2 separate regions of the Mus musculus genome follow, and region 2 is linked to region 1. A link is a contact called in public Hi-C data. All regions are on one chromosome and are shown on one strand. The core of a region is the stretch at or near the end of the contact, and the rest is flanking DNA. Distances in the headings are between cores, read along the strand shown. Region 1 holds the start of Hs6st1 (heparan sulfate 6-O-sulfotransferase 1). Region 2 holds the start of Rev1 (REV1, DNA directed polymerase).

Region 1 (4,288 bases), core at 1,117-3,616:
CCTTCCATCATGAGCCTCTGATAAACTTCTAGTCAAGGGGCACTGTGGTCCTTCACTCTGTTACAATCTGTGGGCAGTGTGGTCCGTGAGGGGTAGGCTCACCCCGAAGCTCTGGCCTCTCTACAGCTCTAAGAGCAGCATGCATGCAGTTTGCCTAGACCTCCTATGATTAGCATGTCCACTGTTTCAAGCCCCACGTCCTGCTGACAGAGAGGACTTCCCTGGGCCTGCTGGCGTGTGCCCAGCAATGGGCACCCACAGCCTTGACTGGTGGATCAGTGGACAGCTGCTATGGCCAGACCTGGACTCAAGCATAGCATGGCTGAACTATTGGGATGGGTCCTGGAACTGAAACATGTACGTGTGTACGGCAGAGCTTATGTGGACAGGAAGCAGTTTCGAGGGCCTGGAAAGGAGACTCTGGGTCCAGGTTAGGGCCATGGAATACCTCCACTTGGCTTGAGCACTGCTAGGCGTGGGGTGCAGTGTGTGTATCTACCACTCAACTCTAGCAGCCTGTAAAGCATGCAAACAGCTCCAGGTTGGTTGGACCCTAGAGTCCCAACCCCACAGGAGAGCCAGCACCTTCCTGCCCCAAGTGTACCAAGGAAAATAGCGACTTCAGTTAAAATTTGTCCACACCCACTTCCTAGCTCCTCTGTAAGTTCAGTCCTACAGCAAATATGGAAGAGAAACAAAGGCAGGCTAGAAGCCCTAATTCCTGGGGTGGGGTGGGGCGGGTTAGGAAGAAGGTAATCCCAGGAGGATCACTGGGCACCAACAGAAACAGGGCTACAATCTCAACTTTACAAAGTGCTTTCAGAGGGGCTGGCCCTCACTCACATCCCCAGACAAGGAGGAGAGTGATGGGCCTTGCTGGGAGGTCCCTGGCTTTACAAGTAGCTTTGACGGTCTCAGCTATCCCTAACCTGGCCGGTGGATAGATTTCTAGGGAAGTCAGTCCTCAACTGGAGGCTTTTGTTCCACTTCTGTGGCTGGGGAGGCCAGGTAGTGCTGCCTTCTCTCCGACTTCAGTCTGGGTCACACGGGCCTTTGTTCTACCTGCACACACCGGCAGGCAGAGCCCACCCCTTTCCTGGCAGCTCCTCCCCAGGCTGGCAGGCACCGGAGGGCCTGGAGATACCACAGGTGCACAGGAAGAGGAACCGCATTTCTCTTGCTCCACTTTTAGTACTAGACGGGTACGGGCTACACATGCACACAGAGACACACCTGTTTTTCTGCCTCTAGAGCCAAGCCTGGACCTCTAGTCCCCGAGGTTTATCTCTCAGGCTAGCCCGCAGTGCATAGCAGGTAGGGTGGACAGAGAGCAGCGGGCAGTGACCCAGGAGGAAGTCTGGGCACTGCGCAGACAGGCCAGTGGCGAGGAGAGGCACGGAACAGAGGGTGAAAAGAGGGATCAGAGGTCAGGAGTGGCAGGTGTAGGGAAGGATGAGATGGGAATCCTGGGATCCCGCAGACTGGAAGGGGCCCCAAGAGAGGAGAGGGCAGATCTGGCCCGGGGCTTAGGGGTACCCCCCCCCCCCCCCGCCATCACACTTTCCCGCAGCGGGCGCTCACCTGGGCGAACGCAGACCTGCTGGGTCGCGGCGGTCTAGCACACCGGGCACACAGTTGGTGAGTTCGGTCCAGTCAGCGTGCAGCCCGCAGCTCCAGCCCGTGGAGAAGCGAGAGAAGAGCCAGGTCTCGCGGCGATTGGGCCGATAGCAGGTGCACTTCTTCTGGCCCGGGCGACAGTCGCAGGGCACCTCGAGGCGCACGTTCTGCACTAGGTGGCGGCCGAAGGTGGTGCCGCCGGTCTTCTGGATGTGCAGGAAGACGATCACGTCGTCGCCCTTCATGTCGAAGCGCAGCGAGCGCTCCAGCTCGCGCACCGGGAAGTAGTACTTTTTCTCGTAATGTGGGTCCGGCGTGGGGAAGAGATCCAGGTCGTCGGGGGGCACGCGGCCACCGGGCGCGCCCAGACTCAGCCCCGGGCCCGCGTACTGGTAAAGGATGAGCATGAAGCACGCCGAGCCCGCCACCACCAGCACGAACTTGCTGGCGCGCTCAACCATGGTCCTGCCGCCGGCGCGCCGCCGCCGCATGTGTCACCATCGCCAGCGGCCCGGGCGCCGGGCCTGGGAGGGCGGGGGGCGCAGCTGCTCCGCCACCGCCGCCGCCACCGCCGCCCGCGCTCCGGCCCGGCCCGGCTACTCGGCGCCCAGGCTGTGCGCAGCGTCGCGGGCCCCGGGCCTCGGCGGCGCCGTGGCTGCTCCCCGCCCCGATCCCGGCTCGGCTAGCGTACAGCCCGGCCCCCGCCACAGCGCCCCGCAGCCGCGCGCGCCCGCACCCGCCCGCAAAGCTCAGCGCCGAGAACGCTCTGCACCGCCCCGTGCGCCGCCGCGTCTCCGCAGTTCGTCGCGGCTCCGCCCCGGCCCGCCCCTGGCCCGCCCTCGCGGCGCCTCTTGCTGTCGCCGCCCGCTCCGATCCTCCGCTCCGCCTCTGGAGCGCCCTGGGGGAGGGGCGGGGCCGGAGGAGGCCCAGGCACAGGCCAGAGCTGGGCGACGGGTCGCGTGTCTCTCACACTGTCAACGCCGGTCGCTACGGAAAGGGCATTGGATCCAGCTCGCAGACCTGTGGGTGGCGACTGGGTTGTCCCGAGCCTACGAGTGGGTGGCTCTTTTGGGCATTGGTCCTGGGTTTGGGAGCCCGAGTTTTTTCACCTTCTCTGGTTATGGTAGTTTGTGTTACCTGCGCTCTCTGTCTCCCACGGGAATACGGAGGCTTTGACCTTCACATTGAAGGATAGGAAGTTCCAAGTTCGAGAGCGCTGGGAGTCGGGACCACCAGGTGGTTTAGGACTACCAGTAAGGGTGGGGAAGGAAGAGAGACGTTAAGGGCATGGATCCGGCTCTTACGTGGATATCACCAGTCCCCTGGAGGCACTGGGACAATGACCCAAAGCCCTCAGTTGAAGATAAACCGAAATGTGTGCAGAGACCAGAGGACAAGCTTTATTTGTCCCTCTCGCCCAGTGTGCCCTGTTTTGATCCTGGTCATACTCAAACAAACAAACAAACAAACAAAATAGTGAACCAACATTAGAAAAAAATTAAAATTCCAACCTTCGTGATTTTTTTTTTTTTTACATTGGCAGCAGTATCTGCAGCCTTGATTGGTGCTCTGCCTGTAGTGGAGGGTCGCCTGGGCCCTAGGCTGCAAGTTGGAGGCTCTAGTAGTAATCTATGCAGCCTATAACATGTGGAAGGTCCCGTCGCCCATGTTGTACTCTGTACTGGGCCCCTAGCTATACTTAGGCGGCCAGAACAACTGGAGGTGGGGAGTGAAATGACCTGTGCAGAGTTCCACAGCCTAGGGTAGCTGGGAGGGGCTTGGGTGTTTGGATTCAGGCCAGAGTGGCCTCTGGGAGGTGCTCCCACTGCCAGGCCAGGCTCAGGTGCCCACAGCAAGTACCCCTGGGTAGTGCCCTGGATCTGTCCTGCTAAGGGGTGGGTCAAAAAGTGGAGAGAAGGGGAGGGGGTGGCAATAGTGGTCCAAAGCATTGACTGCAAGTTAAAAAAAAAAAAAAAAGACTTGAAAAAAAAGAGCAGCTGGGCAGTGGTGGTGCATGCCTGTAATTCCAGCACTTGGGAGGCAGAGGCAGGCGGATTTCTTAAGTTCGAGGCCAGCCTGGTGTACAGAGAGAGTTCCAGGACAGTCAGGGCTACACAGAGAAACCCTGTCTTGAACCCCCACCCCACCCCACATACACACACAAATAAGAGCTAAGAGGAAAGCCCTCCCAAACGGTGAGATCAGGAGAGAATGCAGACACACTTATATCCAACTTGTCAGGAATGTGAAGAAACTGGGCTCAGCTGGTAAAGTGCTTGCTGTGCATGACTCAGGACCTGGGTTCGGTACCCAGAACCCAGGTATAAAATGCCAGGGATACTTGGCCTGTGTTTGCAAGCCCAGGACTGCTGGGGAAGAAGAGATAGGCAGATCCCTGGGGCTTGCAAGCCAGCCAGTCTAGCCTATAAGGCAGCAGGTTAATGTGAGACACTGTCTCAGAAACTAAGGTGTACCTCTCAAAGGACAATATCCAATATCCAAGGTTGTCCATTGTCCTCTGTCCTACACACACACACACACACACACACACACACACACACACACAGAGAGAGAGAGAGAGAGAGAGAGAGAGAGAGAGGACATGTTTTGCAGGCAGATTGCAGAAGTTACCACTATGGTCAGACCGCCACATGGCCCTGAACACACTACA
Region 2 (4,288 bases), core at 1,180-3,679, 2.1 Mb before region 1:
GCCACGCCCTCTTATTATTTCATCTGTCAGCATAATGGATGGAATGCTTTGTAATAATAAGCACTACCTGGCCATGTAAGTCACTGTGAACAGACCACTGTCAGGGGTTCCAGAACAAACTTTAAAAGTATATATATATGGAATTTACTGCCAGAGGCCAAGTGAATGTGTAGCAGAATTCATGTCCTTTTATTCATAACCCTAAAAGGGCCATTGACCTGCATTCTTACGGGCTTCTTAAGGTGTCAGAAATGATTAAATTTTTTTAAAAAATCAATTTTAATGAAGCTTAGGAAAGGAGTGAAAAGGTACAGCTCCCCCAAGGATTCCCAAGTGTGGGGCCCAGATGGGTCATCTTAGGTGCTGTCTCCAAAGCCTAGCTCGCCTTCGATAAGGAAAAATATAGACTTTATAAAAATAAATAGATGGGCAAGTGAATCTTGACAATAAAGTTAAAATAAGAACTTTCTGAAGTAGATAAAAATAAACCCTGGGCAAACTTGTTCGTAACACAGACTCTAGAATTTATCTACCGTTTATTTCTTCTCGCCTCTCGGTTCTGTTTGTTTTACAGAGAAAGACATCTTCTTTCCACTTTCTTTCAACTTGACACAAGCTAGGGTCATCTGGGAAGAGGGAACATCAACTGAGAAAACACCTCTATCAGAATCGGCCTGTGGACAAGTCTGTGGGACAGATGATTGATGTGGGATGGGCCAGCCCACTGTGGGCGGTGCCCACCCTGGGTGGGTGGCCTTAGTTGTATCAGGAATAGAGGAGCAAGCCATTAGAGGCAAGCCAGTGAAGTGAGCAGGGCTCCTGAGTGGTCTCTGCTTCAGTTCCTGCATCCAGGTTCTGTCCTGACTTCCCTTCCCCGTGGGTTGTAAACTGTAAGGTGAGATAGGCCCTTTCCTCCTTAAGTTGTTTTTTTGGTAATAATGTTTGTTGCAGCAAAAGAAAGCAAACGAGGATGGGACAGTTTGTTTATTTGCTTGAGAAAAATACAGAAAAAGTAATCTTTGATTATGAAAGAAGAGGAAAAGTATTCACAAGTTATTTTTCAGTCTCAAAAATAAAGTTTTGGTGTTTTTCTCATTGGAAATAACTGCTGTGTAGAGACAGTTTTTCAAAACTCCTCACAAGCCTCATTTCCCGCCCAGCGGTATTTCCGAACACAAGCTGGTGGTGTTGCAGCTCGTTCTGAAACTCCTGCAGTTACACTGTATCTAGCTCTTCAATTGTGGGTCCAGAGAAACAGAGCTGGGAGGGAATACTGAAGTTGAATTCATAAAGGAGAGCGAGCAAGTGGAGCAAAGGGGGAGAGGTTAAAATCGAGACAGATATATATATTTCCCATGTACATATACATACACAGAAAGAGAGAGAGAGATTTCGATTATCTCCTGTCTCTCTGGGAAAGGAACCTCAGGTTTGCAAAGTCAGTTTTAAAAAGAGTACTACTGTTTTCTAAGTGCCTGCAAACTCCTTTCAAAAGTCTTAAGGTGGGGAAGGAACAAAAGTGTTCAGTCTAGGGCGAGGAGTTGGTTGGCTTAATGTTTGAGCATTCCAACAATAAAGACTATCACAATAACCATGCAGTCTCCCATTGAACAGACACTACAGAGGCGGGGGAAATGGGCCTTAAGAGACTGTTTTTTTTCTTTTTTGCTAGGTGTATTTAACATCCACGAATAAATTGTGTAGCTGCTGGTTTTTTGTTTTTGTTTGTTTGTTTTTAACCATCACAAGGGAAAGCAATTTTCTTCAGGTCTGTGTGTTGCAAGTGGGAAAGGCAGGTAGAGCACAGGACCGGCAGTGGTAAGATTGTGAGGGACGTCGTGTCTGGACACAGCCTAGCTGGCTGCCAGCAAGTGACCTGGCATTCCCGCAGACCCGTGTGGGCCGCGGTTCTCCGCTCGCCGACCGAGCATGTGCTAGCCTGTGAGCGTCCTGGCCGCCGCTAGGTGGCGCCGCACATCAATCGGAGCGCGGTGCGGCGACGCGTTTCGCGCCTCGGCCGACCCTGCGCGGTCGTCTACCCGGTTAGTCCCGGCACCCGCGCCCTCCGCGGCGGCTGGGGAGCCCGGGCGGGGCGGGGCGGGGCGGGGCACGGCGGGGCGCGGCTGCGCGTCGCTGCAGCACCATTAGCTAGCCGGCCCCGGCGGGAGGCAGCGTGGTGATGCGGCGGGTCCCGCGCCACCTCCGCCCAGCCAGCCGCACGGTCACGTGCAGCCGAGGCGCTGCTCTCCACCCCCCCTCCCCGCGGGCGCCGGCGCGAGAGGAGGGCGGGGCCGGGGTCGCCTCGGGCCGGGCGCGAGCAGCGCGCGTGCGCCGCGCCCGGTGAGTGCGTGCGGGGCCGGGCCAGCGGGCCGCGGTGTGGATGGGAGGGGGAGCCGGGCGCGCGCCAGAGGAGCGGCGGGGGAGGGGCGGAGCTGCCGCGGAGGCGCGAGGCGGGCGCAGCGACTGAGGGAGCGTGGGCCGCGGTGCGGTGCGGTGCGGCTGGGCGGCCGCCTGACCGGTTGCCTTCCCCGGCGTTCCCCTCAGCCGCGGGGAGGACACTGAACGACGGCGGCGCCCGCGAGGCCCGAGGAAGCGGCTGGGCCCGGGCATGGTGGCCTGGGGCGGCGCGGAAGGTGAGCGACCCCCGGGCCGGCGGGTGGGGGAGGGGTACCGAGCCTCCGCCGTCCCCGCCTCCGCCGCACGAGCGGCCCGAGGCGCCGAGGCCGGGGGCTCGCGGTGCTGCCGCGAGGCCTCCTGCCTGCCGCGCCGCGTCGCCCCTGCGCCTCCGGCCGCCGGGTTATGTAACGCGTGACCTCCCGTTCCCGCTCCACACCCGGCGCTCCGTCGCGCGCCGATCGGGGCGCCCGCGGCCCTGCCTCCGAGTCCCGCCGCTGGCGTCGCAAGTCACCGGTTCCTCCTGCGCCGGCGCCTGGCCGGCCATTCATTCCCTCGCGCGTTCGAGTGTCCGCTCCGCCAGCGTTTGCAGAACGTGGCAGGGGGCACCCGGGGCCCGCGCCGCGGGTCTTCGCTCGTCCCCGGTGCATCGGCTTCTCCCCTCTGCCTTGCTCTTAGGCATCCCGGAGGCAGTGTTTCTCTCACTCCTTTTCCCTTGTCACTTATCTGTCCCCTTCATGTGCAGGACACCTGTCCCCAAGTGTTTGTACAGGTGCTCAGTTCACACTTGGGTGTGCTGTTATAATAACAGTCGGGGTGCACCGAGGGGGCACTTGTTTGTTTGGAGACTCTTCCTGTCCCGGGTTTGCAAAGCCCGGACTTTCCTGTAGTATCGTTCCTTGATTGTTTAAAAAAACACTACAGGTGATACATGCCTAGGATTTCACCGTGTGTTTTTTGGTGTTTCTTGGGTATAAAGTAGAAATGGTATGTAGATAAAAACAAGAGACCTCATAAAAAGGATTTGTAACTATTAAGGGCTATGTAACAGCTCTTAAATTATTTGCTTGGTCTCTGGCTTCTCTAGTACCTGTTCTTCCTTTACGTAGAGTAATAATACCACAATCTTGTTCCTATGGAGTGCGCATTAGCTCAGCTTAGCAAGACTCCATAAGTTTGCTTTCCCATATTGACCGGGCTTTGCCCAGGCAAATGCTGCTAGAATACCCTTCCGGCCCTTCCAGTGCTACCTGTGATGGACACTTGGAAGCTTACCTGGAGCTCTCCATCCAGGACTTCAGTCTGCACGAGTGCACTCGTTCATTGCTTAGACTACTTACTTGCCATTTTTCTTGAATTTCTGTTTTCTTGTTTGTGTCTTGTAGGTCCTTTGAGGTCAGTATGTACCAAAATCGTGTATCTTGTCATGAAACTTTACTCCTTTTTATGGTAAATAATGCATATTTGTTCATTTTCTTAAGGGTGGGAATCACTTTTAACATTAAATCTCTATGTCATCTCAGGTAGAAAAATACACATTTTCAAAATTAATGTGCTGAAATACGTAACTCCACTTCTTTAACACTGAAAACCAAGATTCTAAATGGAAAGGAAGGAAAGCCTGTTCCCAACAACCAGTCACAGTAAATACATTCCAGAGGCTACATAGACCTATATTTAACAAACATACTGTATCCAATGGCATGTGAAGTGGAGAGATCAAAGCATTTACATATGGGCTTGAAATTTGCCTCTGCTAGTTGGACAAGCTTTTCATTCATATTTGGAAGACATTTTCCAGTTTGGGTAGCCGACTAATAAATTAGTTCTTAAGTGAAAGGCATTTAATAAGACTATGAAACTACAGGTACTAGGTAAGTGTTTTCTGTAGCAT

The links. A called contact is a pair of places that touch in the nucleus more often than the background predicts.
Region 2: a Hi-C map of rod photoreceptor shows a contact between it and region 1, with 5 times the contacts expected there. The contact joins the promoter of Rev1 here to the promoter of Hs6st1 in region 1. A contact is called at or near these places in 1 of 39 promoter capture datasets (liver), 1 of 484 Hi-C or Micro-C datasets (rod photoreceptor) and 1 of 9 other capture datasets (liver).

The regions. Positions count from the first base shown.
Region 1 is chr1:36,066,478-36,070,765 of GRCm38.p6, reverse strand. It overlaps Hs6st1 (heparan sulfate 6-O-sulfotransferase 1), which reads right to left and starts at 2,366. Exons shown (of 2, transcript NM_015818.2): 1 at 1,582-2,366. The coding sequence starts at 2,108.
Region 2 is chr1:38,127,807-38,132,094 of GRCm38.p6, reverse strand. Rev1 (REV1, DNA directed polymerase) reads left to right here and starts at 2,429. Exons shown (of 23, transcript NM_019570.4): 1 at 2,429-2,633. Gm5099 (predicted gene 5099) reads right to left here and starts at 12. Exons shown (of 6, transcript NR_151587.1): 1 at 1-12.